Linked DNA regions of Mus musculus: all the other regions are linked to region 2. Evidence: chromatin contacts called from public Hi-C data. All regions are on one chromosome and are shown on one strand. Each heading gives the region's core, a stretch centred on a gene start, on an enhancer-like site or on the middle of the called end of the contact. The rest is flanking DNA. Distances are from core to core; before and after follow the strand shown. Region 1 has its middle 22 kb from the start of Gm33381. Region 2 overlaps Igsf3 (immunoglobulin superfamily, member 3). Region 3 has its middle 53 kb from the start of Ptgfrn.

The links. Hi-C and Micro-C count contacts between places; a contact is called where the count stands out from the background.
Region 1: a contact with region 2 is called in a Hi-C map of forebrain, with 7 times the contacts expected there. The contact joins two enhancer-like sites. A contact is called at or near these places in 2 of 15 datasets of contacts at CTCF or cohesin (embryonic stem cells and large pre-B cells), 7 of 484 Hi-C or Micro-C datasets (8-cell embryo, the HL-1 cell line, bone marrow-derived macrophages and 3 more) and 5 of 115 datasets of contacts at active chromatin or transcription factors (DN3 thymocytes, T-cell acute lymphoblastic leukemia, bone marrow-derived macrophages and 2 more).
Region 3: a contact with region 2 is called in a Hi-C map of cerebellum, with 3 times the contacts expected there. The contact joins two enhancer-like sites. A contact is called at or near these places in 7 of 484 Hi-C or Micro-C datasets (CD4 T cells, cerebellum, cerebral cortex and 4 more).

What each region holds. Positions count from the first base shown.
Region 1 is chr3:101,804,986-101,807,685 of GRCm38.p6, reverse strand. No RefSeq gene overlaps it. Among named protein-coding and RNA genes, the nearest start is that of Gm33381, 22 kb to the left of the region's middle. Within about 2 kb of position 1,310, at least 126 of the 459 cell types and tissues checked have an H3K27ac peak or open chromatin away from gene starts, as enhancers often do. A contact at or near this core is called in forebrain, where this site is marked.
Region 2 is chr3:101,460,800-101,463,499 of GRCm38.p6, reverse strand. Igsf3 (immunoglobulin superfamily, member 3) reads right to left here. Exons shown (of 11, transcript NM_207205.2): 11 at 440-2,700. Among named protein-coding and RNA genes, the nearest start is that of Gm40109, 46 kb to the left of the region's middle. Within about 2 kb of position 1,434, at least 65 of the 459 cell types and tissues checked have an H3K27ac peak or open chromatin away from gene starts, as enhancers often do. A contact at or near this core is called in cerebellum, cortical neurons, forebrain and 1 more, where this site is marked.
Region 3 is chr3:101,161,569-101,164,268 of GRCm38.p6, reverse strand. No RefSeq gene overlaps it. Among named protein-coding and RNA genes, the nearest start is that of Ptgfrn, 53 kb to the right of the region's middle. Within about 2 kb of position 1,273, at least 109 of the 459 cell types and tissues checked have an H3K27ac peak or open chromatin away from gene starts, as enhancers often do. A contact at or near this core is called in cerebellum, cortical neurons and uterus, where this site is marked.

The DNA of each region.
Region 1 (2,700 bases), core at 61-2,560, 340 kb before region 2:
CCACTCAGATGAGGCTTGTTTCAGTTGTTCACTTCTGAATTCTGCACCCAGAACTATGACTTGTGCAGAGCAGATGCTTCATGGATGCTTGATAAATGCAGACTTGGATAGATGGATGGATGGATGAATGGATGGATGGATGGATGGGAGGAAGGAAGATGGGTTTTCATGCATTTGCTGCGTTGAGGCAGGGGAACTGGACTTGATCTCAAGTTTTGCAAGGCTCAGAAGAGGCTCTTCATAAAGCAATTTTGAGATGTTGAAAAATCACAGTGAGAAAGGAAAAGGACCTCTGGCTCCAGAAGCCTGTCTCTGAGAAGTGCCTGCCTCCTCTCTCTGTGCAGCCTGATAGAGCAGACCTGAGAAGGCACACTGATGGGCCTGCATCGCAGCTCCCTACAGCTGGTGTCTGCTATCCTGACTGGGATCCAAGGTGCACTTCGAGGGCTGTGTGGACAACACACACTCTCTCTGCTTGTAAACAATGCTTGTCAGCAAAGCTTTCAGGCTTTCTCCCTTCCTGCCAAGCCTGGGAACAAATAGCAGTGGTCTTGGCAGAAGCCCTCCCTCCCCATTGCTTTGTTTCTGAGTCTAGACCATTCATTTCCTCTCATTCAACAGCTTTGCTCTGAGAGGGAGTCACTTTCCTTTGCCAGCTTTAGCTTTTAAGTCCTCGTAGCTCATGACTCTCCTGTCAGGACCCAACCCGGGGTGCTTGGATACAAAGGAATGAGAGATCAGTGCCGAGTGTCAGGGAACTGTGCCGTAATTGAGCAAATCACATCTCCCAAAGACAGCCCAAACTTGGTCAGAGTTGTAGACTCTCCTCCCCACCTGGAGGGGGATGGGAATATTCTGTGGGGCAGTCAACATTAGGGCGGCTCGAAACAAAACCTAACCTGTGGTTTCAGGCCCAAGAGGCAACCATGGATGGAGAACTCACTTAGTGAGCCATGGGCCCAAAGGGTCTGGACTCCTTTTCTTCTTCACCCCAAGCCCCATAGTCTTCTCTTATTTTGCCCTTTCCTCTTTTGCCTCCTTCTAGAATATTCTCCTTTTGTCTCCGTGGTAATGGTCATCAAAAATGTCCTCTGCCCTTGGGTCTCTCTATGTAGGATTCACATATGTGAAACCTGTCCTTTATGACCAGGACAGGTGTTCCAAACGGAGTAAAGACCTACAGCAGACCAGCAGGAGATGCGCAGGGCACACTTGGCGATCTCTGCTGGCTGACTGAGATCTGCTGCTTGGCTGTGGCAGCCCCGCCTGTGCTGTGCGGTGAAGACGTCAGGGGGCGCTCGCGGCTTCTCTCTGGCTGGCTGCTGACCGTGGCCAATGGCAGCGGAGGAGAGCAGTTCGCCACACTGTGGCCCTCTCCCACCGCAGACAGGCTATCCTGACCCACAGGCTCTCCATGCTCTGGATGAGGCTGGCAAAGGGGAGTGTTGACTCCATGGGGACAGTCACAGTACAGTCCACCCTGGACACACAGCGTGTGTCCCCCACCCAGTGCAAGCGTCCCCCACCCAGCTCGGCACAAAGACAACAGATGGGTGGAGGGTGAGAATGTTCCAGAAAAGAACAGTTCAGGCCCCTAAAATCCACGGATATGTGTTCTGTACATTTCCTGTTCTTTGTGCTTTATCTCATTTCATCCCTCCAACCATCCTTTGAACCAGGGTAGGCATTATCAATTTATTCATAAACATTTGAGAATCACAGACCAAAAAAAAAAAAAAAAAAAAAAAATCCAAGGTCACCGCCTGGGCATGCGTATAAGTCATCACTAGTCATTCACAGTGCAGGTGACAGAGAGGCACGTGGAGAAGCCGACCAGGATGGCTTTCCAAGTGGAAACCTCCCCTGTTCCTGGCTTGGTCTGAGGGGAGGGGGTGGGGCATGTTCCTGCCCTTGCTTGACCCGCCCTGTCAGCCCTGTCCGCAGCAGCGGGTCCTCCCAGAAGGTAGATGGGCGGAGCTCTTGAGGTGACAGATGGGGGAGGAAGACTTCTTAGGATTTGCCCTGGACTGAAAATTTCTGGTCGCACCTTTGAACCCTGTAAAGTCCTCAAAGCCTTCTGTTTCAGAAGCTAATCACGCGCTCTCTCCACGGGCCCGGTGACCTTTGCAATGCAGTTAGCCTTTGTTTGCTTTTCTTAAAAGGCCTGCAATTTATGATCCGAACAATGCCCCTTAGGCCAGGAAGAAAGGAATTTGAGGGTCCAGAAAGACTTGGTTTTCTTCCAGCCCTTCACCTCTGAAGCCATAGTTCCTCAATAACAGTGTATAACATTAAGACTGGGAGTACAGGGCAGGGGATTGATCTATAGCTTTGTGTCTCGTGGAGACCCTAGCAAACAAGAATATCCCAAGGATGGCAACAATAAAATCCAATCTACCAGCATCGTGCACCGAAGGGGAGGCTCGTATTTTCGGGTATGACTTGTTAACCAGTTATGCGTGAATGTGGAGAGGGGCATGGATTAGGGAGCTTTCTGTTCAAACAGAAGGGCTGACAAAACCATGGAATCTCAAATCGTCAGACATTCAACGGCCTTTTCTAAGAACCATGGGAGACAAAATGTCTACCTGATCCAGCAAGTCATAGGACACCGGCCACCACCACCCCATCCCCAGCTTAGACGGTCCCAATCCTCCTTTTGTCCTTAGTGAAGGAAGGAGCCTCCCAGTCCCTTGCCAG
Region 2 (2,700 bases), core at 185-2,684:
GTCCCCCCTCCTCTGCTTGTCCTATGAACTCCAAAGACCCAACTAAGTGTGGTCACCTCTAGGGCTTGCAATATTCCAATGTTTCTCAGTTGGCATCTGTCAATCACCCACAGTAGTAACTGGTGTCCAAGTCTCACCACCTGGACTGTCCATCTCCTATTCTCATGCCTGTTGTCCACTTCCATTCATGAGCATTAGCGGGGCTTGGGAAGGGCAGTTGGGTCTCGGCAGCAGAGGCCCTGTGAGCTGGAAGGCTATTCTCACTGGTGTCTTCTTACCCCAAATTTCCCACCAAAGGAAAACTAGTCACATAACCCATAGCAAAGCCAGCTTCCCAGTCTGCCTAGCAGGCCCGGGGGGCACCTGTGTCACAGCTCCAGGGCTGCACTCTTAACTGGTAGGTGTAGAGTTGTGATACATTTCAGCATGTGGCAAAAGTGTCTTGAGAAAGTTTTTTTTTATCATTTATACAAAAAAACATAATTTAGGTTGGGTGAGGGCATGCATAGAAAAGCTACAGCGTGTAAAACTTGAATCTGGTACATCAGTGCCAAGAGCAAAACTCCAGGCCACCCACTGAGCACAGTCCCACAGCAGGAGGTGGCTGCTTCAGTGAGGGGTAGGAGGCCATCAGACTCCAGAAAATGTAAACAGCGTATTGTCAACATAATTTACTACAGGTCTCTGCAGTGTATATAAAACGTCTTTGTGCAGTGGCTTACAAATAGCTTCTCCTTTAAAAAAAAAAAAAGAAACAAACCAACAGTTCTCTACTTCATGCACGGATAGTCTTCTTACCCCATCTCTGTCTTCAACATGAACGCAGAGACACCATTGTTGGAAACAAATATGAAGACTTGCTACAGAAACACACCGATGAGAGAGGGTGTGGTCATATAGTGTCCTGGGACAGGCCTAGCACAGTGGAGATGCTCATAAATGTGACACTGGAGAGGACAGATGTCAGGAGTCTCTCTTGAGTACTCTGATCTCGGAGGACAAAAGCCTCAACAGACAATATGCAGTGAAGCCTTCTAGCCACTTGAGGGCGCCATCACCATTTATCCGACAACACATGTCCATAGACCCAGCCACAGAGAGGTCCTGAGGGTTTTGGATTTTTCTTTTTCTTTTCTGTTTTTTTGTTTTTGTTTTGTTTTGTTTTGTTTTCATAGAAAGCTCAGAGTTTAAACTTTGATTGCATACCCCAGCCCTGCAGAAAATACACGCAAAAAACGGTTGTTAAAATACTGACATAGATTTCTTTGCTCCTTGCAAACGTCCTGCGGTTGCTTTGCATATTTACTTGAGTCTTCTGCTGCTACAGAGCTGATCTGAAATCTTAATCCAGGCCAGCCCTCTGGCGTCAATCTTCCCTCATTGACTCAGCCTAAAACTCAGGAGTCAGCAACTACCCACCAAGAGCCCACACCCATGAATCGAAGGAACAGAACAAAAGACATTCTTTCTTCGTGACTGAGCCAATTTGGTCCCTCTGATGTGTTCGTGCAGCAAAAATGAGAATCAGCAGGGCAGGCACAGGAGGATTAAGGTGGCGCTGCCTGGACACTTCTCAGAGAACAAGAGGGCCAGGAAGGATTGTCAGGCTGCATCTTGCCTCCTGCCCTCTCTGCTCAGCACACGGCCCACACCTAGCAGACTCCTCGGAAGGATCCATAACAGCCTGGCCCAATGACCTGGAAGTCCTGCAGCCTTTGTGTTGTCTGTTTATTCTCAGGACAAGGCTTTGCAGAAATCACTCCTTAAATTTACTTCCACAATCCTGGGTACCTTTTGCCAAGGGGCTCTCTCTTGGGACTCAGGATGCAAATTCCCCAGAGAAGATGTGGCCACTGAAGGATGGGGAAGAGAGGGGTCACGAGACCCTCAGAGTGACAAAAGGGAGGATTTACAATTGATGAGGCTCCAGGGCAGCTAAGCATCTGGCTTAACAGAGTGGAGGCAGTGGAGTTCAGATTTGGGGGCTGAAAATTAAAAGCCACCAGTACAACCAAACAACATAAACATACACGCGCGCACGCACACACACACACACACACACTCTAACAAAGGAAAGTGACAGCTCCTGTTCTGAGTTGTCTGCTGAAAGCAGGGGGACAACAAGAATGGCAAAGGGCTGTGCCTGGTCCTATCCGAGGACAATATCTCCATGGCACTGAGATTCGGGAAGAGCTGCGATGGATAAGGATGCCCTCACCGTCTCCGAGGAAAGGCTCACTGGAAGGAAGACAGAGGGAAGCACTCCTCCAACCTCTCAACCAGGCTCTAAGACGCCCTCCCACGCTCCACTCTGCTAAGCTCAGTGTAGCAGCTCAGCACACTCCACTGGGCCTGTGCACAGGGGCCACTTTGGCCATAATGCTCCCTCCACTCAGGGCAGCCCCTTCAGGCTTCACTAGACATGTCCCCTTGAAAATTTGGCAAAGCACCTACAGAAGAAAGCTACCTGCCCAGGGGTAAGTCAAGAGACCAAGCTTGCCAAAGCCAAGCCAACAACCACCCGTCCCCCCCTCATCCCCAGTCATTGCCTTTGATCAGGGCAACCCTCAGAAACTGGGTGCCGCCTGGAGCCCTTGACCCTTCCTTCAGGTTGGCTCGTTTATTATTATTTTTTTTTTTTTCTTTTTTGGCAATGATGGGACTGAGCCTTTTTGCCTCCCTGACGGACTGGTTGGCTGG
Region 3 (2,700 bases), core at 24-2,523, 300 kb after region 2:
CCAGAACAAAAGGGGTGGGGGCCGGAGCAGGATGGAGACAAATGGATCCTAAAGCTCACTGGCCAGCCAGCCTACTGCTGAACTGCTGAGCCTCAGGCTCAGGGGGAAATCCTAACCCTACTCCCACCCACACCAAAAGGACCAATAGTGTTTGCATCTCAAATGCTCTGTCTGGCTTCTGACAGGTGAGGTATTCCATGTCTCATTCAGACACTGTAGCCTCAGAGCCTGTAGCAGCTCCAAGCCAGCATTGTTACTTTTGGCCTCCACACCTAGGCATACTGTGTACAAATTCCACCCCCACACAAATAGATACATTTTTAAAGTTGTAATGGCCAACCACAATGACTTGTACTGACTTGGAAACTCTGGAACATCAATCTGATTAGTTCAAACCAGACGTGGAGTGTGAGTCACCCAGATAAATCACCAACTCTCTGGTCTACTTGGGGAGTGATGGGGGGATGGCCTATGCCTGGACTCACCGCGTAAACAAAAGTCACCCTCATTTACTAACAGAGAAGATCTATTTCCTGCTGAGCACTTCTAGTAGGGGCTTTGGGGCAAAGGGTCAAATACGCTCTGCTGGAATCTGCTTCCCTTCCCCATCAGGTTTGGCGCTGCAACAGGCTCTCCCTGGCTACAATGTCATCTGAATGAGACTCTGAAAGGCCTCACCTGCCAGAAGCCGGACAGAGCTTTTGAGATGCAAACCCTATGGTCCTCAGAGATGAGAGGATGAGAGAGAGAAGTCACTTTCAAAGCACTGCCTGCCCCCTACTATACACTCGCTAAGCATACACTGCTTGCTCAATCTGCTACGAAAACAGAATTCTAAAATAAGCTGTAGCCTGCTCTCTCAAATTGGAACTTAGAAGAAGACGGATTGGTGTATTTGAGTTAGCTTCATCCTCTTGCACGTACACCCTCCGCCCCACCCCGTACCCACAAGGGCAGCACTGGTTAACAGAACCAGTTAAGGACGGGAAAGACAGACACCGATAATTACGAGGGCAGGCTAGAAGCTGCATGAAAATAAAATACACAGAAGCCAGCAGATGGCAGTTAATCATAATTTTTCCTGCAATTTCTATTAATTGTCGAAGATTCTTCATTCTGTCTACCCATAAGACGAATGATACGCTGATATGGCATAATAAGTAATGTTTCCCCTTTGAGATATTAAATAAGCGTGCTACATAAAGGTTCCCCTCCCACATAACTAGCCCCAGACCTGATTTTTCTCATGCATGTATTTATCATACTATAGCACGCCATGCATATGCATGCCCATATATCTGTACACTCCCCGGCACGCTGCATGCTTGATCAATGTATAATGTTAAAGCCAACGCCCGGGTTCATCTCCAGAAGCAAGACTGAATCAAGGAACTGTTGTTCCTAAAACAGTGCCGAGAAACAATTTAAACCACGTTGTCTGACAGAAATAGCAATGCAAAAATACCTTAGGGAGGCCACTGGGGCAGTTTCCTCTAAGGCTCTTATTACAAGCATTAACAACGTGCACGACCCCTTCCTGGCTGCTGTCCCTCACCCGCCAACCCTTCTAGCCTTTCCCCTTCCCTTCCCTCCCTCTCCCTGAATTTCCATACTGCCTTTCCTTTCCAGATGTCTAGTTCTGTCACTCTGCTTCTCCTGTTCTCTCTCTCTCTCTCTCTCTCTCTCTCTCTCTCTCTCTCTCACACACACACACGCACACACACACACACACACACCAGCCCGCATGTCCCTGGTTTCCTGAGTCTTGCAGGGACAGATGCTGTACCAGGCAGGGTTCTTGATTTCCAACATTACAAATCGACTCTTAGGTAGAAAAAAAAAAAGGAAAAATTATTGGAGAGCACTCAAGTAGTTCACAGAATCGCCAGGAAGCCTGGGAAATTTGGCTCGGTGAACAGGCACGAACCAAAGGATTTGGCACCAAAGTGCAGAGCCAAGGTCACACCATTGAAAACTACCCAGTGGGACTGCCACCAGCATCCAGCTCACCAGTCACTAATGACCACCGCTGACAGTTGACTCTGCGGCGGGATGGTCTACACACCTGAGACCTTTCCTTGGCTTCTCCCGTTCCCAGTCTGGGCTTCAGACCCAATGCCAAGGCCTAGAGGGCGGGCCTTGCGCACAGCTTTCCAAGAGCAGAGCTATGGCTCTGGCTCAGACCACAGCAGGGTCAGGGCACACAGCCCAGAGGCTGGGCGGCTTAGCAGAGTGCAGGACACTGTGAATCTGGAGGGACACTGGATGACACAGGCCAGGTTAAAATCGGTAGCCTCCCTCCACCCTATAGGTTTGGAGATCTGCGCTTCCTAGCGGAGCGGGAATAACTCCGGGGAAAGTTATTTGGCTGGACACATCAGGATTAGTGATCCCAGCTCTGGAAAGATAATGTCTAGTGAGATCCTGCTGCCGCTCAGGCCCCTCCCCGTCCACTCAGTCGCTTCTCAGTCTCAGTCCCAGGCTGAGCAAGGGGCTACAGCTGGGATGTGAACGCTCTTTGTTCTCCGGTTCACTTAGCCACCCTCCATTGCTGCTCCGGAGGACCAGAGGACCGCTCTCTTGACCTCCCACATTTTAACCCTTAATGGAGACTGGTTTCTTTCTAGGGACCAGATTTGCAACCAGATTCCAGGTCTGGCCACAGGCTTTGCTCTCTTCTGCCAGCTGTTCCCAATTAGG